Regions from separate parts of the Mus musculus genome. Here all the other regions are linked to region 1. A link is a contact called in public ChIA-PET, Hi-C, HiChIP or PLAC-seq, Micro-C and promoter capture Hi-C data. All regions are on one chromosome and are shown on one strand. The core of a region is the stretch at or near the end of the contact, and the rest is flanking DNA. Distances in the headings are between cores, read along the strand shown. Region 1 holds the start of Cfap74 (cilia and flagella associated protein 74). Region 2 holds the start of Prxl2b (peroxiredoxin like 2B). Region 3 holds the start of Hes5 (hes family bHLH transcription factor 5). Region 4 holds the start of Mrpl20 (mitochondrial ribosomal protein L20). Region 5 holds the start of Vwa1 (von Willebrand factor A domain containing 1). Region 6 holds the start of Pex10 (peroxisomal biogenesis factor 10). Region 7 holds the start of Rer1 (retention in endoplasmic reticulum sorting receptor 1).

The links. Promoter capture Hi-C pulls out the DNA fragments that hold promoters and counts their contacts. A called contact is a pair of places that touch in the nucleus more often than the background predicts. ChIA-PET counts read pairs in DNA pulled down with a chosen protein or histone mark. HiChIP or PLAC-seq counts read pairs in DNA pulled down with a chosen protein or histone mark.
Region 2: a contact with region 1 is called in an H3K27ac HiChIP or PLAC-seq map of embryonic stem cells, with 2.4 times the contacts expected there. The contact joins the promoter of Prxl2b here to the promoter of Cfap74 in region 1. A contact is called at or near these places in 5 of 39 promoter capture datasets (the 3T3-L1 cell line, the C10 cell line, cranial neural crest and 2 more), 1 of 484 Hi-C or Micro-C datasets (CD4 T cells) and 1 of 115 datasets of contacts at active chromatin or transcription factors (embryonic stem cells).
Region 3: a Micro-C map of embryonic stem cells shows a contact between it and region 1, with 2.5 times the contacts expected there. The contact joins the promoter of Hes5 here to the promoter of Cfap74 in region 1. A contact is called at or near these places in 1 of 484 Hi-C or Micro-C datasets (embryonic stem cells), 1 of 115 datasets of contacts at active chromatin or transcription factors (astrocytes) and 1 of 9 other capture datasets (pancreatic islet).
Region 4: a promoter capture Hi-C map of cranial neural crest shows a contact between it and region 1. The contact joins the promoter of Mrpl20 here to the promoter of Cfap74 in region 1. A contact is called at or near these places in 4 of 39 promoter capture datasets (cranial neural crest, frontonasal cranial neural crest, hippocampal neurons and 1 more).
Region 5: a contact with region 1 is called in a promoter capture Hi-C map of pre-B cells, with 2.1 times the contacts expected there. The contact joins the promoter of Vwa1 here to the promoter of Cfap74 in region 1. A contact is called at or near these places in 6 of 39 promoter capture datasets (embryonic stem cells, hippocampal neurons, liver and 2 more), 3 of 484 Hi-C or Micro-C datasets (the N1E-115 cell line, embryonic stem cells and reprogramming fibroblasts), 2 of 115 datasets of contacts at active chromatin or transcription factors (the 230-238 cell line and bone marrow-derived macrophages) and 1 of 9 other capture datasets (pancreatic islet).
Region 6: a contact with region 1 is called in a Hi-C map of uterus, with 4 times the contacts expected there. The contact joins the promoter of Pex10 here to the promoter of Cfap74 in region 1. A contact is called at or near these places in 1 of 484 Hi-C or Micro-C datasets (uterus) and 1 of 9 other capture datasets (adipose tissue).
Region 7: an RNA polymerase II ChIA-PET map of memory CD8 T cells shows a contact between it and region 1, with 10 read pairs. The contact joins the promoter of Rer1 here to the promoter of Cfap74 in region 1. A contact is called at or near these places in 4 of 39 promoter capture datasets (frontonasal cranial neural crest, hippocampal neurons, liver and 1 more), 6 of 484 Hi-C or Micro-C datasets (CD4 T cells, cerebellum, embryonic stem cells and 2 more) and 3 of 115 datasets of contacts at active chromatin or transcription factors (embryonic stem cells, extraembryonic endoderm stem cells and memory CD8 T cells).

Annotation. Positions count from the first base shown.
Region 1 is chr4:155,407,867-155,410,800 of GRCm38.p6, forward strand. Cfap74 (cilia and flagella associated protein 74) reads left to right here and starts at 1,374. Exons shown (of 39, transcript NM_001368738.1): 1 at 1,374-1,704. The region is part of intron 2 of 5830444B04Rik (RIKEN cDNA 5830444B04 gene); the gene reads right to left.
Region 2 is chr4:154,897,555-154,900,488 of GRCm38.p6, forward strand. Prxl2b (peroxiredoxin like 2B) reads right to left here and starts at 1,489. Exons shown (of 7, transcript NM_025582.3): 1 at 1,389-1,489; 2 at 922-1,126; 3 at 574-625; 4 at 1-15. The coding sequence starts at 1,451. Gm52690 (a long non-coding RNA gene) reads left to right here. Exons shown (of 2, transcript XR_003955190.1): 1 at 1-496; 2 at 877-2,934.
Region 3 is chr4:154,959,454-154,962,387 of GRCm38.p6, forward strand. It overlaps Hes5 (hes family bHLH transcription factor 5), which reads left to right and starts at 1,470. Exons shown (of 3, transcript NM_010419.4): 1 at 1,470-1,596; 2 at 1,683-1,848; 3 at 1,939-2,918. The coding sequence starts at 1,543. The coding sequence ends at 2,222.
Region 4 is chr4:155,801,399-155,804,332 of GRCm38.p6, forward strand. It overlaps Mrpl20 (mitochondrial ribosomal protein L20), which reads left to right and starts at 1,480. Exons shown (of 5, transcript NM_025570.3): 1 at 1,480-1,697; 2 at 1,975-2,344; 3 at 2,435-2,545. The coding sequence starts at 2,258.
Region 5 is chr4:155,773,093-155,776,026 of GRCm38.p6, forward strand. Vwa1 (von Willebrand factor A domain containing 1) reads right to left here and starts at 1,469. Exons shown (of 4, transcript NM_147776.4): 1 at 1,338-1,469; 2 at 1-174. The coding sequence starts at 1,410.
Region 6 is chr4:155,065,503-155,068,436 of GRCm38.p6, forward strand. Pex10 (peroxisomal biogenesis factor 10) reads left to right here and starts at 1,528. Exons shown (of 6, transcript NM_001042407.1): 1 at 1,528-1,672; 2 at 2,321-2,401. The coding sequence starts at 1,567.
Region 7 is chr4:155,084,884-155,087,817 of GRCm38.p6, forward strand. It overlaps Rer1 (retention in endoplasmic reticulum sorting receptor 1), which reads right to left and starts at 1,470. Exons shown (of 7, transcript NM_026395.2): 1 at 1,322-1,470. Morn1 (MORN repeat containing 1) reads left to right here and starts at 1,694. Exons shown (of 14, transcript NM_001081100.1): 1 at 1,694-1,798; 2 at 2,538-2,609. The coding sequence starts at 1,723.

The sequences.
Region 1 (2,934 bases), core at 124-2,623:
GAGGAGGAGAAGAAGAAGAAGAAGAAGAAGAAGAAGAAGAAGAAGAAGAAGAAGAAGAAGAAGAAGAAGAAGAAGAAGAAGAAGAAGAATTGAACTGAGAAATCCTTTGGTTCTTGATTCCCAACTGGCATATTGAGATAAAAGTGGAAGGGAGCCGGGCATGGTAGCATACGCCTTTAATCCCAGCACTTGGGAGGCAGAGGCAGGTGGATTTCTGAGTTCGAGGCCAGCCTGGTCTACAGAGTGAGTTCCAGGACAGCCAGGGCTGCACAGAGAAACCCTGTCTCAAAAAACAAAACAAAACAAAAAAAGTGGAAGGGAGGCAAACCTAATGTATACCTGACAGGCTTGGCCAGCCTAACAGAGGAGTATAGTATACCCCAGAGAAAATTACATGTGTTAGTCAGAGTTTTGTCCCTGTAAACAAATATTTGAGGCAACGTGAAAGAGAAGACCAATTTATTCACTTATTTTACTATAGTGGGGATTATACTTCATACCACAAATATTAGTATTGGATATGGTTACTTCACAACCCTCTCTGCTCAGCCATATACCAGGGTCAACCCAGAGTAGGAGGCCCAGTTCACATTCTCCCTCAGCTAAAGGTTACAAACCAACTGGCTATCTTTCCCAAATTGCTTTACTAGGACATCCGGCTTCCATACACAAAGCTCTAAACTTATAGAACACCTGGGTTCGATCCCCAGCCACACACACACCTATACAGTATTGCAGTGGTATTTCACAGGCAAAGTATCTGAAGGGAGTGCAGAGGTACCCCCCACCAATCTCCACTGACATTTCCACAGGCTCTGTATTATTTTGAGGACTTCTTAACGCTGAAGGTTCTCCATCTCCAAGACAAAACTACAGGAGTTGCCAGTCATCCCTGCGACTCTGAGGAAAGGGAACATGTCCTGTCCACTGTTGAGCCCACCTCCTGCCCGGACTAGTGACCACGCCAACTTAAACGACCAAAAACAATCCAAAGAGTCCTGTGAGTTATCCAGAGGAGTCAGATGTCACCACCTAGAGGGCACAACACAGGCTGCAAAGCCCTGGGAGAGCCAGAATTCAGATCCAAGAGACGCAGGAGATCCTAACTTCTGCGTAAATGGTCTTTTAAGTAAGCAGTTGACCCAAGTTTCAACTGGCTTTAGACAAGTTCTCGAGCACCTGCCCCAGTCTCCAGGAGAATCGTCTGGGCAACAGTCAGCTTTGACTCTGCCCTCCGCGATGCTCGTCCCACTTTACCCCCGCTGTTGCACTACGCCTGCGCACAAGCTCTCCCTCCGCAGCCTCAGCCCCGCCCGCTACCCCAAAGCAGCCTTCCGTTGCCATGGAGCTGCGCGCCCAAACTACGCAGCCTCAGACCCACGGTGGCTGGGGGCAGTCGGGCCGTTAAGAGGCCATGGTCTAGCGGCTTAAGGAACTGATTCTGCGGGGGCCAGTGCTGAGGAACCGTCGCCGAGGATCTGTTTCTGGGAGGCGACCTAGTTACTGGACCACTTTCTAGGGGTCATTTGTGAGGAGCTGTTGCTAAGGGGCAGTCGCCAGGGACCATTCTTGAGAGGTTGTTGCTGCTGAGGGACCACCACCGAGGAGCCGTTCCTGAGGAGGTTTGCCAACAGTGCAGCCCACTCTTGGGGGACCTTTGCTGAAGTCTCATCGCTGAGGGACATCACTGGGCTGCCCAGAGAGGTGGGTACTGGCGACTTCAGCCTTGGGGCTGCACTGAGGATGCGCTGAACAAGGGGTAACTTTTCTGCGTGGACACGTGGCGGTGAGTCACGTGGTTACCACAGCCTATGAAGCGTCAGCATCAATCCTGCTGGTGAAGAGCCAGGCATCAGTCTGAGAGCTGAAAGTAAGAGTCACCTCCCGCTGTTCCAGCCTGGCTTTAAATACAAAACCCTTCATTGCAAGTGGATAGGCCTCCTTAGCTTGATTTTTCCATAAAATGACTCCCTTATCTGGGTAAAAATGCTTAGCAAAATACACCCTGAATGAAGGTGTGCTGTGGGCCAAGTAATGAGTGGACTAGTAAGTAATGTGAGCTAGGTAATGAGTAGACTGCTCAGGTATTCATTGATGAATATTGTCTTCAAACAAATGATGCCTACCTTCTTGTGTACAATTTAAGAACTGATTATCAAACAATTTATCAAAAGCCCACCCAAGCCAATAAATAGAATCTTGTCTTCACCCATAACATAGTACCCTCCTCTCCTGGTTAACTATGAACAAACCCGTGATTCTCACTTCTCCTCGTGTGTAACCGCACACCTTTGCTTATCTTAGATTAGAAATTTATTCCTGAACAGTAGTTTTTGTTAATGGTTTGATTGGTTTTTGAGAAAGGGTTTTTCTGTATGGTCCTGGTTGTCCTGGAACTTGCTCTGCAGACCAGGCTGGCCTCAAACTCAGAGATGTACCTACGTCTGCTTCCCGAGTGCTGGGACTAAAAGGCCTGTGCCACCACACCCAGCTTGAAGCCCTCCCCTTCTTGTCTTTAAAATAAATAAGACGAGCTTCAAGACTGACAGAATACATTTCTGTTGTGTAAAGAATTCAAGTTGGAGCACTTTGTTATGGCAACCCTGGAAAACTCCTGTGACAAGTGAGAGTTTCTGCAGCCCTCTCTAAGGAGAGGGCTGTCCTCTCAGAAGAAAAGATAGAACAGGCAGTACAGTGGCCCCAGGGACACCCAACGTCCCAATCCTCCGAACCAGTAAAAACATAACGTTCCATGGCTAAGAGGAACTGAGGCGGCCCATCAGCTTCCTTTGAGATGGAAGAACTATCTTGGGTCATCTCATTGGAAGAGGGAGGCAGGAGAGATCACCAAAGGCTACGGCAGGTCGGGCTCAGCTAACACTGCAGATTTGAACACGTTAGATGAAGTCAGGTGCCAAGGGGCAAAGGCAGCTT
Region 2 (2,934 bases), core at 239-2,738, 510 kb before region 1:
CTTAAGCTGTTGTACCTACAAAGACATAGATAGGGTCCCTAGTCCAGATTCTGGTGGAACACAAGTATCCACACCTGTTCCCAGTGTCCTGCCCCACCCACTTATCTAACCCAGGGCTCAGGCAGATCAGCAACCAGTCTAACTAGGCTCTACACAAGCCCTGAGAGCCCCCAGGTTGAATACAGCTAGCCTTGGGGGCCCTGGAGAGGTGGTGTGGAGTGTGGGGAATGAGCTCCAAGCTGGGTGTGCCCAGGGATCTCGCTTAGCCGGCACTGCCTATCATGACAGGCAGTCTGTGGCAACAGAGGACTGCAATGAGCCATGGCTAAGGCACTGGGCTCCAAGGTCCCTCCTGTTTATGAAATAGCAGACTTCTGAGGACAGGCCTGCCTTGGACCAACACCCATTAGAAGACTCAAAGAAGGGCTGGCTGAAGCACCAGTGTCAGTTTCCATGAGACAAACTGGAGAGCAGAGCAGATGGCAGTAGCAAGAAGGTACATAAGAGAGCGGTGGCCACTCTGTCCTCCTGTTGTCCCTGGTTAGACTCATGCCCACAAACAGTCACACTTACCGCTTGAAGCCCAGCTCCTTATAGATTTGCTTGCTCTCATCAAGGTAGAGTTCTAGAAAGGAAAGCCACAGCTATGTGCCCCAGGCTTCCTACAGTCTGTCCCCTCCACTTACTGTATCCAGCTCCACCCACCCAAGCCATGAGTAGCAAGGCAGGATTGAATGTCACCACTGCTTAAACGGGAAGGGCAAGAGTCACTGGGACTTTGCCACTAGGTCTGGGCACCAGCCAGGGCACAGGCTGAAGGCAGGGCAGGGAAGAGCTGCATATGCTGACACATGAATATGTTCTTGTTGGGCCTAGAAAGGGAGAGGTCAGCCCAGGCTCTGAGTCCGGGAAGAGTCGCACCTCCTGAGAAGTAACCACCATCCAGAAACTCCTGCAGGCCCAGGGCCTCAGGCCCCACGCCCACCAGGCGCACATCGTGTTGGTCCAGGATGCTCCGGAGGTTGCTGAGGTCCTGGGCGATCCAGCGGCACACCATGCAGCCGAAGCGTCGCAGACCGGCCACCACACAAGCTTTCTCCTGCCATAGGCTCCGCAGCTCCACAGCCTACAGAATGGATCGGTCAGGGGACATGGGCTCACCAACCCCCTATGCCCGGCAGCCTCACATGTCCCGCAGCGTGCTGCTCCAAGATTCGCAGCTGACTGGTCCTCCTGATGGTTCCTCTGTGGACCATGAGCTGTACCCACGCCCAGTACGCGAACTCATAGGACCCCTCAGGACCTCCACTCCAACCCATGTGAGTTGCCAAGGCTCTGGGCCAGGTATTAGGGGAGGCGTTCTCCGCCCTGCGCGAGCCAAATCTCACCTCCCCAGTCACTGCATGTTTCAAGACACACGCTCCTACGCGACCAAGGTCCACCACATTCATGGCCTCCTCCGTCCCTTTCTGCTCCACGGTCCCTTCTCGCAGCCTGGGGAGGCTCACTCTGTCCTGCGCAGCCTCTTCAGCCAGCCTATGCCCCGCCCATAATCCCGCCCCAGTCCTGGTGGGCACCACCTCCAGGGGGTTCAGGTCACATGACTGTGCGCTTGTCTCGCCCCAGGCTCCGCCCCTGATATTAGTATACAGGCACACCCTCTCTCCAAAGAGACAATCACTGCAGATCTCTTTGCCTAAGCCTAGGTTGTTCTCATATGTATAAGCTTATTAGCCAATGGCGTAGCAGGTAAAGCTCAATGGACAGTCTGCAAGCGGTGCGCCTGCGCAGAATGCGTTTGCGTGGCTCTCTAGCGTTTGCGTAGCTCTCCACTAGCATCAGGTGGTCCCTAGTAGTGCAGCAGGGTGGTAGAATTAGAGCCAAAAAGTTGAAACGGGGAATCGAACTCACAAATCACTAGTGTGAGGAACAGTAGGGCAGCCGGCACTTACAGTAGTGAAAGGACCAGCCTTTCCAAGTCTAAGTTCCTGCTTTGCATTTTCGCGAAATCCTATTAACTTCCATCGTAAAGTACCATTTCCTGCTGTGTGGATGTCAGTTTTTAAACTACGGGCTCTCATGTACAACAATCCAAAGGAGATAAACAGGAGCTCGCAGTGGTGTGTCCCTAGGAAGAGTAGAAGGCTCAGGAATCCACGTGTTCTGTCCTTTCCTCACTAAGTAAGCCCTGTGATGCTTTCTAGGGCCATGTTCAAGCATCTGACAGATGTAGAGGCTAGGAAAGGAAGAGAGCCACCACAAGATACCTAGCTGAGGCTGAACAGCCAGGCAGGAAGTTAGGAACCATACATATCACTGTGTCAAAAGGAGAAGCTAGAGAGATGGCTCAGTGGTTAAGAGCACTAGCTGCTCTTGCAGAGGGCCCACGGTTTGGTTCCCAGCATCCCTACAGCGACTCACAATCCTCTGCAAGTCCAGCTTGAGGGCATCTGATGCTCCCTTACGGTCTCTTCAGGCACCAGGCACTCACATTGGGCCCAAACCTATGCAAGCAAGAGTAGGCTGGGGAGGTGACTCGGTAAAATGACAGAGACCTGTAATCCCATGTCCTGGGGGAAGCAAAGGCATGAGAATCAGCAATAGACCTTGTCTCAAGAAATACGATTGAGAGGCACTGAGTAAAACACTCAACCGCTGGACTCCCCGGGCACACACAAGTGCACACAGGTGTGCAAAGGTACATTTTAAAAAAGGAAAGAAAATAAAGTTGCAGAATCAGGAGGAGCTGGTCCTGTAGAGCAACTGGTCCTGGAAGCACCACCAGAAGAAATCCAGAGATGGGGCTTCCTCTGCTTCCTGTTAAGTGTTGAGGGGTACAATGCGAGGGTCCCAGGAGCATGGGAAGATGTCTGCAGAAAGTGCTGCATGTTGAACAGGAAGAGCCAGCAGGCCCTTCCCTGAGGCTGCTCACTC
Region 3 (2,934 bases), core at 220-2,719, 450 kb before region 1:
CCATCCATGGTAACCCAACAACCCCTTGTGCTAAGAGCTTCTGGAGCAAGACCTTCGGAATAGATCATTTACAGCAGTGGGTCACTACCATAGCAGGAGGGCGTTTCCCTAGTGGGCACTGTGAAGGCCCTTCAGTTCCTGAGCTCAGACATGGCTGACATCCATCCAGAGAACCTGGTTTCATTCCACACTGGCTATTGTGCTCTGATGCCAGCCTCCTGGTTTGGGCCTGGCTAGGTCTTAGGTTGACCCTAGGAGGAAGCACGGGGCCTTATCTCCTCCCTCAGCCCCTGCAGAGTATTGGGGAAATAGTACAGGTTCCAGATGGAGGGACGCTCCTACATGGCCATCCCCTAGGTGTCTAGGGTGTGACTAGTAAGGTCACCTGGTTAGGAACCACGGTTATCAGTTCTTACAAAGAGGCCCATCCACACTGGCACAGCATTCATATGGGGGCTTATTTTTAGGTCTCCCACCTTCTACCTGCCAACACAAAATGCTGAATGAAACTGGAACACACACACAGAGGCATGCACGCGCGCGCCCGCACGAGCTGAGGGGGATGTCATGAGAGGAGTTAAGGGCAGCCATGGTTTCCTAAAAGCCACGCGGGAGTAGTGATCACGGACAGCATGAAGGAGGCACGGTCCTCCTGTTTCAGAGATGCATGTGGCACCTGGTGACACAAGAGCAGTCCAGATACCCTGTGGGTTCAGGGGTTCCTGAGGGCTTCCTAGGTATGGGGCTTTGTGCTAGGCATTATCCAAAGCAAATTCAGCTAGCCTAGAAGTACGCTTGGCAGGCTCCGCGCGTGGCCATTTCTAGCTGCGGAGAAGTCACTCCTCTCAACTGACAGAACTGGCAATAAAGCGCCTAAATTCTAAATACATGAGTCCCTCTCTCATCCTGTACCTGCGAATGGCATGGCGGCAGCATCTGTTTGAGAGAATGTGGCCCACTTTAACCCACTGTGCCTGTGGGCAACAGGTCCCAGCTGGGGAGGGTGCCCACTCCTCTGGAAGTCGCTGTCTGTTCATTGTAAAACTCTCATTTCTCTGCGCCTGTGGCCTCTGCCAGCCAGCGGTGGGGAGCCTCTGGGGAGTGGGAGGGAAGAAGGGAGAGAAGGGGGGGGGAGAGCACTCCTTCCTGCCCTCCCCACCTCCCCGCGGCCTGGGAAAAGGCAGCATATTGAGGCGCGGGGCTCTCAGCATCAGGCCCCGGGATGCTAATGAGGGCGAGCGCGTTCCCACAGCCCGGACATTGTGCCGCGCGGCCCACCTGCTCCTCGGGGAGCGACCATTGTGCCCGCGCCAATTCACAGGCAATTTAGCGTGCGCTAATGGGCCGGCGCCTTTGTGCGGCCGGCGCCGCCATTGGCCGCCGAGTGTGGGAACGGCCGCGGCGCCCGGACCCCAGGCGCCGGGCCGCTGCCCGCGCCTATATAGGGCTGGCGTGCTGGGGTCCAGGTCGCGCCAGTCCGGGACGCCTGGCTCTGTCCGCTCCGCTCCGCTCCGCTCGCTAATCGCCTCCAGAGCTCCAGGCATGGCCCCAAGTACCGTGGCGGTGGAGATGCTCAGTCCCAAGGAGAAAAACCGAGTAAGTGCAACTCGCCCGGCGCGCGCCGTCCGGTTCCCCCGGGGCCTCCGGCGTCCGCCGCCCACCTGACGCCTCTCCTCCCGCAGCTGCGGAAGCCGGTGGTGGAGAAGATGCGTCGGGACCGCATCAACAGCAGCATAGAGCAGCTGAAGCTGCTGCTGGAGCAGGAGTTCGCGCGGCACCAGCCCAACTCCAAGCTGGAGAAGGCCGACATCCTGGAGATGGCCGTCAGCTACCTGAAACACAGCAAAGGTGAGCCCGGCGCCTGCGCCCGCCTCCTGCTCCCGGCCGATGTGGCTCCCACCGCGCGCGCCCCACTCATGCCGCTTCGTCTCCCCACAGCCTTCGCCGCGGCCGCCGGCCCCAAGAGCCTGCACCAGGACTACAGCGAGGGCTACTCCTGGTGCCTGCAGGAGGCGGTACAGTTCCTGACCCTGCACGCCGCCAGCGACACGCAGATGAAGCTGCTTTACCACTTCCAGCGGCCCCCAGCTCCCGCCGCTCCTGCCAAGGAGCCCCCGGCGCCCGGAGCTGCGCCCCAACCGGCCCGCTCCTCCGCTAAGGCTGCTGCTGCTGCGGTCTCCACCTCGCGCCAACCCGCCTGCGGCCTCTGGCGGCCCTGGTGACCCAGCGGCCGACCGGTGCCTGGAGCGGACCAGAGGATGAGCTCGTTCCTCTGGATGTGGGAAGACATTCCCCAGCCGCAGTTCAGCCCCAGGTTGGCCGCTACCTTCTTCCGAAGGCTCCCTCCTCCGGCTGGCTGGCCAGCAGGAGGGTCATTCTTAGAGAATGTGTGTGCAGAGTTGTCATTTGGGGATAATCAGGGCCCACCCTCTGCCGCCCGTCCGACCCCGTGGGGTTGTTTTGTGTTTGCATTTCAGCAAGTGACTTCTGCGAAGTTCCTGGTCACCACCGGGGGTTCTATGATATTTGTAGAGTCGGGGGTTGGCTCACCCCAGCCCGTAGAGGACTTTCTTCAGGGCCCGTTGCTGCTGGGCAAGCACCCTGCAGGCGGGCTGTGCCCTGGGCACATTTGCCTTTTGTGAAGGCGGAACTGCAGGTGTTTCCTCATAGGAAAGCACTCAGCCTGCGTGGGCGTAGGGCCCATGGGGCCTCACCTCAAGGTCCACATGGCCTTGGCTGTCTGATGCGCGCTCACAGTGGGCTGTCTGGGAGGGTGGGGTCTCCACGATGATCCTTAAAGGATTCCTTTGTATGGGTGGGTGCATGTGGGCACGATTTTGTACTTAGAATTTGAACTCTTGGTCATGTGGGAGAACACAGGCTGTTCTGAAGGCTTCTAATAAAATATCAAGCCCTCCATGTCTGTGCCTCTCG
Region 4 (2,934 bases), core at 230-2,729, 390 kb after region 1:
CTGAGCCATCTCTCCAGCCCCCCTGTTGGCATTCTTACTTGGACTGTGTGGTTGGGCTTCAGAGGGAGAGGATGTGCCTAGTCCTGTTGGGACTAGATGTCCTAGGGTGGGGTGGTACCCAAGGGGGGGGGCTCTCCTTTCTCTGAGGAGAAGGGGAGTGGGTGAGAGTGGGAGGGATTTGTAAGGGTGGGACTGGGAGAAGGGGGTGCTGCAATTGGATGTAAAGTGAATACAAAAATAAATTATTGAAAAAAAAAAAGAAAAAACAAGAACCTACAAAAGAACATGAGAAACACTCAAAGACATAAAAACTCAAATTCAGAAACCATAATTGTTTAGTTTCAGATCCTGGGACAGGGAACTCAGGTACATATTTTACATATCAAAGCAGACCTGGCTTGCAGGTTCTCCCAGCATCCCTCAGTTCCTACCTGGCAAGGACACTCTGCCCCCAACCTTAAACTTTCCAGCCCAGGGACTGAGCTGCCCTTCCACCAAAGGCTCCTCCCTATGTAAGCCAGACATTTTGGCCAATCCTCCTCTCTCAATCCTTTGGGCCAAACCTACCTTTAAATGTTCTAATCTGACTTGAATTGGCTCATTTCACCTGTGAAGAAATAACCTATCATCATCAATAATATAAGCAAACGAACAGTAAAGTTAAAAAAAATTCCCAAACAAAACAATATGAGACCCCCCCAAAAAAAATCTCCCAAAATACCTTTGAATTTGTTTTCTGTTGGCCATCTGGACCTGGGGCCTGCCCTTAAGGTGTGGTTTGTAGTATACTATGTAAGACTCCCTGTGTAAGACTTTCCCTCAAGGAAAAACTAATTTTTCTTTTAGGAGCAGCTGGCAATTGGAGATAGCTTCTTGGTTGGGGATGAGAGTCCATGTCTACTTCCTCATCTGGGACCTGACAGACAAATGTTTTACTTTGTTGTTTTTTGAGACAGGGTTTCTCTGTGTAGCCCTGACTGTTCTGGGACTCATTCTGTAGACCAGGCTGGCCTTGAACTCAAGACATCCATCTCCCTCTGCCTCCTGAGTGGATCGAAGGCATGTGCCACCACCATCTGGCTTGGTGGCCAACTTTTTTTTTTTTTTTTTTTTTTGCTTTTCGAGACAGGGTTTCTCTGTGTAGCCCTGGCTGTCCTGGAACTCACTTTGTAGACCAGGCTGCCCTCGAACTCAAGAAATCTGCCTGCCTCTGCCTCCCAAGTGCTGGGATTAAAGGCGTTCGCCACCACCTCCCGGCGGTAGCCAACTTCTTACTCAGACCTTTACTCCAAGTAAAGCTGGTGAATAAGCTAAATTCTGCTGTTGTTTTCTTTCTTTCTTTCTTTTTCTTTTTTAAAAAGATTTATTATATCTAAGTACATTGTAGGTGTCTTCATACTCTCCAGAAGAGGGCGTCAGATCTAACTACGGATGGTTGTGAGCCACCACGTGGTTGCTGGGATTTGACTTTCGGAAGAGCTGTCAGTGCTCTTAACCCTCTCTCCAGCCCCAATTCTGCTGAGTTGACTGCGAGTCCCACTCCGACTGTCAGCTTCGCCTTCATCTCGGTAGAGCTTGTATCTCCCACAGCTCCAGGAGCTCAGCCCTCCACCCCCCGAAACTTGGCCTCTGTACCTGCGGGAGGTTGGGCTCCATCCCCAGGATACATCTTCAGGACAGTAGATACCTTTGTTCATGTGAGCCTTTGACTCAGACTAGCTGTCTTTGGAATGGGTTTACTTGATTTAATTTCCTTTACTTTCTTTTCCTTTTCTTAAACATACTGTTCACATGGCTATTCTTATTTATTTATTCATTTATTCATTCATTCATTTATTTATTTGGGCGTCAGATCTTGTTACAGATGGTTGTGAGCCACCATGTGGTTGCTGGGATTTGAACTCTAGAAGAGCAGTCGGGTGCTCTTACCCACTGAGCCATCTCACCAGCCCAATTTCTTTTACTTTCCTTTAGGGTCAACTGATGCCCACAGAAGAGCGGACCACCGAGTGTTCCTTGGCGGTTTCTGTAGATCTGATTTCCGTCCGGGACTGCTCGCCATCCCCGCCCGCGGGGCTTCCTCCAGTTTATGCTCTAACCATTCTCCCGCGTGCGGACGGTCTGGCACAACGGAACTGAGGGAGCGAGTCTAGAGGCGCCCCGGAAGACAGTGCTCGCACACATCCGGCAGGGCTGGCCTGTCTGACCGTTGACCCGGAAGCGCTTCTGGCAGCCGGTCGGGCTTCGGGAGCCCATCATGGTCTTCCTCACGACGCGGCTCTGGCTGCGGAACCGCCTCACCGATCGCTATTGGCGGGTTCAGGAGGTGCTGAAACACGCTCAGGTGAGTGCGCGAGTCGCGGCCCGAGGCGTGGGGCGGGGGTGGAGGGCCGCGCTGCCATCCCGACACCCTTCTCCCCTCTTCTTCATCCAGCATTTTCGGGGAAGGAAGAATCGCTGCTACCGCCTGGCCGTCAGGGCGGTGACCAGAGCCTTCGTTAAGTGTACGAAGGCCCGCAGACTTAAGAAGCGGAACCTGAGGACCGTAAGCCCGACCCCAACCCCCAGCTTGTCCTTCATCTCCCTAGAGCTAGGCTCTCTTCCAAACCGGCTTCGGGAGCTCAGCCCTCCATGCCCCCGGAGCTTAGCCTTCTGTAGCCGCAGGATGTTGACTTTCATTCCCGAGGAATTCCCTTTACATGTTTGGGCAAAAGTGGTTTTTTGTTTTGTTTTGTTTTGTTTTGTTTTGTTTTGTCATTTGTGAAAGCTGTACTTGTGCGCTGGGTTATAGTTCTTGTAAGTACTTATGAGCTAAGTCAACAGGGCCATAAGAAATGTCATTTCTGACCTTGACAGTAAGAACGTGTTCCCTAAAGGCTCAGCAGATATAGATATAGAGGACATGCTGGTCTTCTATAGCAACTCAAAACTGTC
Region 5 (2,934 bases), core at 219-2,718, 370 kb after region 1:
GAGGCTGGCTGCCCACGTGCACCAGACTAGCACGCAGAGCCCCGGGTCCGAAAGACATCGTAGCCACCAGCTGCCCCACAAATTCCCGAACTCTTGAGAACTCATAGTGTGACACGCTGGCTGAGCTGTCCAACAGGAACAACAGGTCCCCCTGGGGGTCTGATGCTGTGGAACCTAGAGGAAAAGACAAGGGGTTCAGTCAAGGTAGCCCTGCCAGGCACCCCCTTGCCCAGGGCAGAACCACCCCCAAAGGTCTGAACTTTCTTTAAGCACATGCTTGCTTGCCTTTGCCCAAAGATACAGGTAGAGAATCTTCAGAATGGGGCTATAAATGCCAACAAAAGGCCCACACTCTCCTCTGGTTCCCAACTGTACAATGTCCATGTACCCAGGGCATCCTGGGCTGTCCCCGTGCTCCTTTAGTAGGTAAATGCTGACCCTTGTCCTCAATAGACACTGCATGCAGGTAGAACATTCTGTATTCAGGAGGGGCCTGAGCCACATGCAATGCTTCCCTGATACTTGATTTTCAGAAGGGACACCTCTAGGATGAAGTTAAGTGAGGTTATTCATCTTCCAGGTGAAGCAATGGACTCTGAGCCCATGGGACAACAAGAGAGGATGGGAGAGCAAAAGTGAAGAGATGGGGAAGACCACACACTGAACAGCCCTTCCTGCCCATAAGAGGGCCAGACTGGAGTCCTGACTGGTTACAGATGACATCACCCCTCCCCTCCCCTGGCCCCCATCCCCTGCTTCATCTGTACCAAGAAAGCAGGATATACCCATCCGCAGCAGCCTGAGGACCCAACCATTGTCTAGCGAGCCTTCCCTTTTATCCCCTTTTCTTCCTGCCCAGCCGGCTGAGGTACTGATGAGACCTTCCATCACTAAGACTCAAATACGCAACAGCTCTCAAGTGCCTGGATTTAGTCCTGGCTTTGGGGTTTCCCCCTCATGGTGTGGCCATTCCAATATTCTTACCTCCTTTCTACTGAGGGACCTTTCAGAGGTAAGGAAACTGAGTCAGGGAGACCTCTTAAACATCTTTCTCCACAATCCATGTCTGAGGTGCGGGGTGGGACGGGACGGGGGAGGGGGATGGAGTGGGGGGGACCGTAGCCTCAGGCGCTCCAAGTCCAGCTCTAGCTCAGTTGAGTCACCAAGAATGTCTCCGAGCGCCCACCGCAGGTGGCTGAGGTGCTGGCGTGTGCCCCACCCGCTCCCCCGGCCTTCCCACCTACTGGTTCGGCGGCTGCACCTGGACAGTTCATGACCCGCGTGGGCAGCAGCGGATCGGCTATGAAGAATTGGAATCCGGGTTTCACCACACTTACCGCGCTCTATGCTGCTCCGCGCCAATGCCAACCGCAGACTCAAAGCCATGCTGAACGCAGTCCAGAACAGCATCGCGCCTGGAGTGGCGGGCTCTTGATCGACCACAGCTGGCTGCTAACTTGCCCTCCTACCGTGAGTCAGGCCCCACCCACCTCGGAGAAGCCACACCCACTCGCGGCCACTCCTGCTTGGGAGGCGCGTGCACTCAGTCGCTCGCGCAGAGGCCAATCTGCACAGACTGCACGGTGATGCATGCCATAGCGGTCCCGGACTTGCGGTGACACGCAGCAACCACAAAGGCATATAGGTGTGGGCGTGTGCTGACAGACATTCCCATCTCTCTTTTGCAGGCGGCAATATGTGTTGTCCATATTCTCCTCCTCACTCCTCCTCCCCTACTCCTTAGGGTTCCCCCCCCCCCCGCACCCCGCAGTTGCTGATCTGCAAAGCTCCTGAAGACAGGAGAGCCTTACAAGACAAAAGAACCTTAGAAGTGGGGCTATACAAAGAAGCAACCTTCTCTCAACAAGGACCCAATTTGGCTATAAACTGGAGGAGCAGCCGGCTTTCTCCAAAGACTTGAAAGCAATGACGCAGCCCTCAGAGGAGACAGGAGCATATGAGAAGCTTCTTACAGAATGAAGAGCCTCCACCTTGCCAGAACTCTCACCTGAATTCTTGGAGGAAAAGACACAGTGGCCTATTGCTGTCCTATGTACTACCCAAACAGGGCTCCAGGGCTACACCCAGGTCAGACCCCAGCAGGATTAGAGACCCACTGGCCATCTAAAGTTGGGTCCTGCAGTCAGTGCTAAGCCCAGACCAAAGGAAGCTGTCTACAAGTGTTGTTCACAGGACATTGAGCCCTTCAGAAGGGCTGCACAGACCGCGGCCCTTAAGATGCTTTCCTGTAAATAATTATAGTATTTGGAATGGAGGCCCACATAGGAGGGGGTGTTGTCTGGCAGGATGTCTCCTCCCTTCCCACTCTCAGCAAGAGGATGCTCAGCAGGGAGGACGGATGGGACTCAATGGTTTTACTTCCTCCATTTCTGGCAGGTGAGACACTGTGGGGCCTTGAGGACTGTGCCTGAGCTCTGCTTTGCCTAAAAAAGGAAGCAATACAGCTGAGCCTGAGAAGCTAGCTGCAGGAACAAGTAAGAGCTATGTCCTGCTGCCGTCCCCCACCCCGTTGCCGGGAATCTTGGCACTGGGTGTTGGCTTCACTCCACAGACCTCAGGCCTCTGAATGGACCAGAAAGTTCTCGATGCTTCTGCCTGAGCCTTGAGGATGAGAGCAGTGCATGTGAGTCCCTCAAAGACTGTGGACACCAACAACCTCCAGCTCCAGATACATTGTTGCATTGTGAATAAGCAGAGGACACAGGGTATCCAGAAGAATCTTATTATGTCAGGCTTGCTCTGCCAGGGAGCTGGGTCTTAGAGGAAGGAGAGGCTCATAGCCCTCAAGCCTACAGTCATACCTCAGTCTGCCCTATTTCCAACCCTTCTGGAAAAAATGATCAGGTCTTCTTGGCTGTGACTCAGGGAAGTAGCTTTCTCTTTCCTTTGGCCTCACCATCAGATGGAGAGAGC
Region 6 (2,934 bases), core at 278-2,777, 340 kb before region 1:
TGAAGACAGCTACAGTGTACTTACGTATAAATAAATAAATCTTTAAGAAAAAAAAAAAAAAAAAGAAAACAGAGTGGCCAGAGCTGGCAAACGACATCAGGCAGGACAACAAAACCCACAGCGTGTATGACTTTAGAATTAGTTGTTGAGCTGGGCAGTGGTGGCTCACACCTTTAATCCCAGCACTTGGGAGGTAGAGACAGGCAGATTTCTGAGTTTGAGGCCAGCCTGGTCTACAAAGTGAGTTCCAGGACATCCAGGGCTACACAGAGAAACAGGAGCCTGGCCTTTCTGTCCTCCATCCTTGAAGCAGGAGGAAGAGTTTACAAGGAGAAAGTCACAAGGCTCAGTCTTAGGATCCTTGTGCTTCAGAAGGCAAGGGGTGGGAGGTGGCAAGGGCCGTATGCCCCTTCCGTAAGCAAGAGCTCTCGCTCTACCTCCACCGCAGAGTTCTGGAACCCTGAAACACTGAAGCAAAGGGGGACTCCAGGCCACATGGTCATCCGAGAATCCAGAGAACTGATCTACAATGATGTCACTACTCATCTTGCCCTTCCACTTTCTCTCCTCACTGAAAAGCCTCTTGTTTCCCTGATCTGTGCAGGATCTGTTTGGGTTAACAAGCTCTAGCAGCCCAAGCTAGTAGAAAAGATGGGCTGATAGCTCCACCTGCTGGCCATCTTGGGTTTTGTCCCATAGGAAGAATCCTTGAGAGCCCACAAAGGAAGAACTTGAGGATCAAGGCACCGCTGTGCCTAGGATTTAAGCCCACGGAGAGAGACGCTTACTTAGGCCGTATCCCTGAGAACAACAGATACTTGAATAGTGTTTCTGGTCTTGTTCCCCATGGCTGAGAGAAGAGAATGCAAAAAAGCAGTCGCGTGTAAGGAGCAGTCCAGGCGGGGACACTTAGAACAGGCCATACCCCATGGTTATGGTAGAAATGAGCTTCCAAGTTTGAAAAGTCTTCCAGCACAAGCGGCCTTGGGCCTTCAGAGAATCTACATTTCAAACTGTCACATTTGATTTGGCTAGAAGTTCATGCCTCTGCATGAGCCGTGACTGCCTCCTAGCAGTGGTCAAAGGTGCTATCTGGGATTGCCCAACCCAAGCTGAAGAAACCAGGGCATGGGCAGGGAGGAACTCCAACAACTGGAGCCTTCAGCAGTCCGTTGGAATCACGTGGCTATCCCAAAAGATCCACTTTTGCAGCCCAGAGACACGTACCTCCTGCCAGAAAACTGAACCTGAATCAGGCCAAAAACACATCTGCGAGGCTGAGCTTTCTCGGGGGTCCTACCCACTAGGTATCTACCTCCTCCCTGTCATTACCCGCCACTTCACTGTGCCGCTTCACCCTCCAAGCACAGACCACACCCCTCCCCGGGTAGCCCCACCCCTATGTCGTGGACACGCCCACTACTCCGCCTCCACAGATGTCACGCCTAGGCTCCGCCTTCGCCCGCGTGGTGTTCGCAGCCTCAGCCCCACGACGGACGCACGTCGAGCGTCACAGGCCCCGCCCACGAGGTGCGCAGGCGCGGTGCGAGCTCTGCGATTCGGGCCATGGCGCGGGCGGGTGCCCCTGAAGTGATCCGGGCAGCGCAGAAGGACGAGTACTACCTGGGAGGCCTGCGGAGCGCGGCGGGTGAAGCGCTGCACAGCCTAGCGGGTGAGCGTTCCGGGCACCCAGACAGGCGGCAGCTCCAGAGTTTGCTTGGAAAGCGGGGATCAAAACAGAGGTACACACTGCTGACCACATTGCAGGTCTCTGCTTTAGTGTTTCTCAAGCATTTGCCCATTTATTCTCCAGACGCCCCTACAGGGTGGACCTAACGTCATTACTCTCATAGGTAGACACGTGGATCACACAGGCAGGGATTTGGGATTTCAGAGAGCCGAGGTTTGATACTAAACAGGTCGCCTCTGGCTTATGTTGTTAGCACTACCTAGACTTTCCTGGGCTCCATGTCTCTAGGACAGTACCTGACTCAAGACAGTTACAGTCGGGGCTTCTTAAGAGGCGGTCTTCGTCTCGGAGACATTCCGGTCACCAAGGGCAGCAGAGGAGGTGAAGGGAGAGACGAGTTGTTGAGGGTCGTCTTAGGAGTGACTTGACTTGGACTTTACCTGCCCTTCGGGAGTGACAGGGTTTCTCTGTGTAGCCCTGGCTGTCCTGGAACTCACTCTGGTCAGTCTGGACTCGAAATCTCTGCCTCCCAAATGCTGGGATTAAAGGCGTGTGCCACCACTACCCGGCTGGGAGTCATCTTAAGAGAACCACTTCACCTCTCTAGAGCTAATATTTTTCTTCTCTCAGGTGCAAAGAAATGGCTGGAATGGAGGAAAGAGATCGAGTTGCTCTCGGACATAGCCTACTTTGGCCTCACCACAATTGCAGGTAGCTGTCTGTGCTCGGCAGGTCCTGGGCACTGAGGGGCCCACAACCCACCCAGGTCTGGAGGGGATGCTTGAAGGCTCCTGGAAATCACCTGCATTAGTCTCTGTTTCCGGGAAGGAAGATACTGGCCAGAGGGCACTCACTGCCCCAGACTTTCTCTCAGCAGGATGGGCTTTTCCATTTATGGGGTACGAGGCAGATAAAAAGGAAGAGGCTATCGAGTGGGGGGAAGGGTACGAGCAGGGTCATGGTGAGACACATGGAAAGATCACAAGGTACTCCACAGGGCTGGCCTCAGGAACAGGAAGTCAGGATTCATCGTCTGCATGGTGGAGTACTAGAAGCTAGCTGCAAGCCATGGGTAGGCTTGGGGGCTTTTTATTCTGACTCCATGTGACAGCGTCAGGTAAGCAGTGGTATGTATGCCTGATACTTAGGACTCAGCCATCATCTAGAAGGTAGAAAGCCACAAGATCGGATCCCATCACTTGGACAGGGGTATGAGTTCAGCAGAGGAAGGACTGGAAAACAGA
Region 7 (2,934 bases), core at 220-2,719, 320 kb before region 1:
TAACAACTGTTTTCCAATCCCTTTCTAGTAATCTCTCAATCTCCTCTCACCGGAATGCACGCTCCTCCCTGAGGGACCTTGATTTGTTTTAGGATGGGCCTCACGACCTACAGTGCTTGTCACATATCTACTGAAATTGCTCTATGCTCTGTCACAAAAAAAAAAAAAACAAGACAAAAACTGTTCTAAGGGGGACAAGTACCACACACAGAACATTACCCCCGTGTTCTGGAGCCCATCATTTGTCTAGTTTCTGCAATCCATCACTCCTAAATTAGTAATACACCACAGAGAAGAAAGCGCTCTGCACAGCATCTGGGGGTCGCTGCCTCTTGCACCTGCATGCCTCAAGAGTTGTTCCCTGTCAACCCTTCCAGACCCTGCCCCTCTGAGTCCTTCCCTCTCTGGGCCCCTCTCACCTTTGGGGGTGGGGTGGGAAATGATCATCTTGGATCATCCCCAGCCCTTTCTCTATGTTCTACCTCCACCGCAACCAGTTCCCCAACACACAACCTGGATCTAAGGGGCTGAGTATGGGTTTACTGATGCTCTTCTGAGCACCTTAATGAGGGTTAAAAAAAAAAAAAAAACTCACATCAAAAAAACAGGCAGTTCCAAGACGTATAACTAGTCTCTAAGTCTTCCCCCCGCCCCCAACAGGGTTGCTCCATGTAGACCAGGCTAGCCTCAAACTCACAGCCTCTGCCTCACATAAAGGCGTGCACCACCACCTCCTGGATAGTATCTGTTATTAAGAACTAAGAAAGAAAAGCCACTGGGGGTTCTCAATGTGGAAGTATGAAGCCCTCTTGCACTGATACCCTGCTAAGGGAGACAATGTAGCCTTATCTGCTCCACGCTGGAAGTACAGCCTGGAGGGCTGGACATTTTACTGCCTTAATGTCACCATATAATCTAGACCCATTTAACCAGCACCCCTTCGATCCATTCAGTAACTGTCTTCGCGCTCGGGCTTAATTCCTACACGTGTGCCCCGAAACTGAACACGGTAGTGGGGTAGCAAGAGGACACCTAACACATGCCGCCTGGATCTGTGCAGGCAACAACAGGCCACCTTCCTCCACGACCTGGGGCCGGGGGGTCGGGGCGGCGCGCGAGCCGCGGCGGGCAGCGCTCAGCAGTCCCCTCGCGCACCCCTCTCGGAGATCGGCCCGCCCCTGGCAACCCCTCGCCAGGCTCAAAGGCGCTGCCCGGCCCCGCCCGCCCGCCGCCCGCCGGCTCGCCCGTGGCCTTGACAGCCCAGAGGAAGGCGGTGGTGTGCCGCCCGACCAGGTCCGCGCCACCAGCCCACCCCCAGCACCTCGCAGCTCCGGTGCAGCCGAGCCGCGGTCTCCCTCACGGCTGCGGAAGGAGGATGGCGGGCAGGGCGGCCGCCAGAGCTCGGCTCCGGATCCGGGAAGCTGCACAGGCACTTCCGTTCCGTCCCGCGGCGCCTCCAGCCGCCAAGATGGCCGCGGGGCGGGGCCCAAGCTCCAACCATTTCCGCTTCCGGTATGGACGCAGAGGCCGTTGGCGGGAGCGCTTCCCGGCGGAAGGACGGGGTTGGCGGAAACGTGCCGTGGTGCACAGGCGCATTGACGTCCTCAGGCTCCGGATCCGGCGCCGCTGCTTCGGATGTTATGGTCTCCTGGCCACGCCCCATGGCAACCGGAGGCCAATGGAAGGCAGCTTTATGGTTGCTAGGGAAACTTTGGCGGCAAGATGGAGGCAGCTGGCGATCCCTACCAGGCTTCGCTCCAGCCGCGTCGGCACTCGCCGAGACTGCCGCCGCGAAACGGTACGGGCTGCGTCTCCCCGCTGGAGCTCCGTCGCGTTCGCGTGCTCCACAGGCGTGGTCCAGGCTGCAGGCTCACGGCCAGCCGACCCTGCGTCAGGGGGGGCAGGTAGAGCTGAGGTCAGGCTGGCTGGGTGAGCACACGAGGTTCGCCCAATGCAGTCTGATGAAAAGTTGTTCTAAAACCGGAGAAACAGGATCGATATGAGGTCAGAGTCCATGCTAGTGCCACTGTCTTCCCGTCCCAGGCTGCGACTTGCTGGCAAGAAAGCAGTGGGGTTGCTTATCCATCTCAGGAACTGAGAGATGGGTGTTGGGTGTGATGTCTCAGAGCTGGCTGCGTGATAAAAGATGAGGCAGCCAGGAGTAATTAGGAGTGAGTGTGGATTTTTGTCCCGTGGGGACAGGAGGATAGTGACGGTCCTGGCAGGGTGGGCTCTTTGCTGTATCCTCACGGAGCTTGTTGACTGCTTCCGTGCCCTCACCGCCTCCTCTTAAAGAGCCTACAATCAGCTTTTGTCTTAGCCCTCCTCTGGCCAGGCCTGCCTTTCCCTCAGTACTATCCATGTAACAAAACCCAAGCAAGGGAGAGGGAGCACCCATCTTGAGCAATTAACCATCCTGTCATGTTCAAGAGACTGATGAGAAATGACCTGCAGACTACTCCAGACCCTGAGCTGCCCCATCTCTGTGTCTGTTGATGGCAAACCATTGCTATGTTCATCTTCTTTTCCGAACACAGGCTATGGCGTATATGTATACCCAAATTCTTTCTTCCGCTATGAAGGAGAATGGAAGGGAGGCAAGAAACACGGTAAGAAGCCTGTGATCATTGCAGAGCTCATTCCAGAGCCAGATTCCTGAGAAAAGGTGTGGGAGGCAGTCAGTCTTGTACCAAGCATAGCCTGGTACTGCGCCTGCACACTGGGACTACCACTTGGACCCAGTCATGGTGGAACCAATGTAAGACCAATTCTTGTAGGCTTGGAGGTCATCACATGCTGGTGGGTGGTGGAACTATTGGTGGGAGGGAAAGAGTGGGGCAGTAGACCCAGAGTGTCACACACAAACACCATCATGGCGTCCTGCATGCTTGTTATTGGACATCCAGGCCTCTAATCATCAGCCTTAGTGTCTCT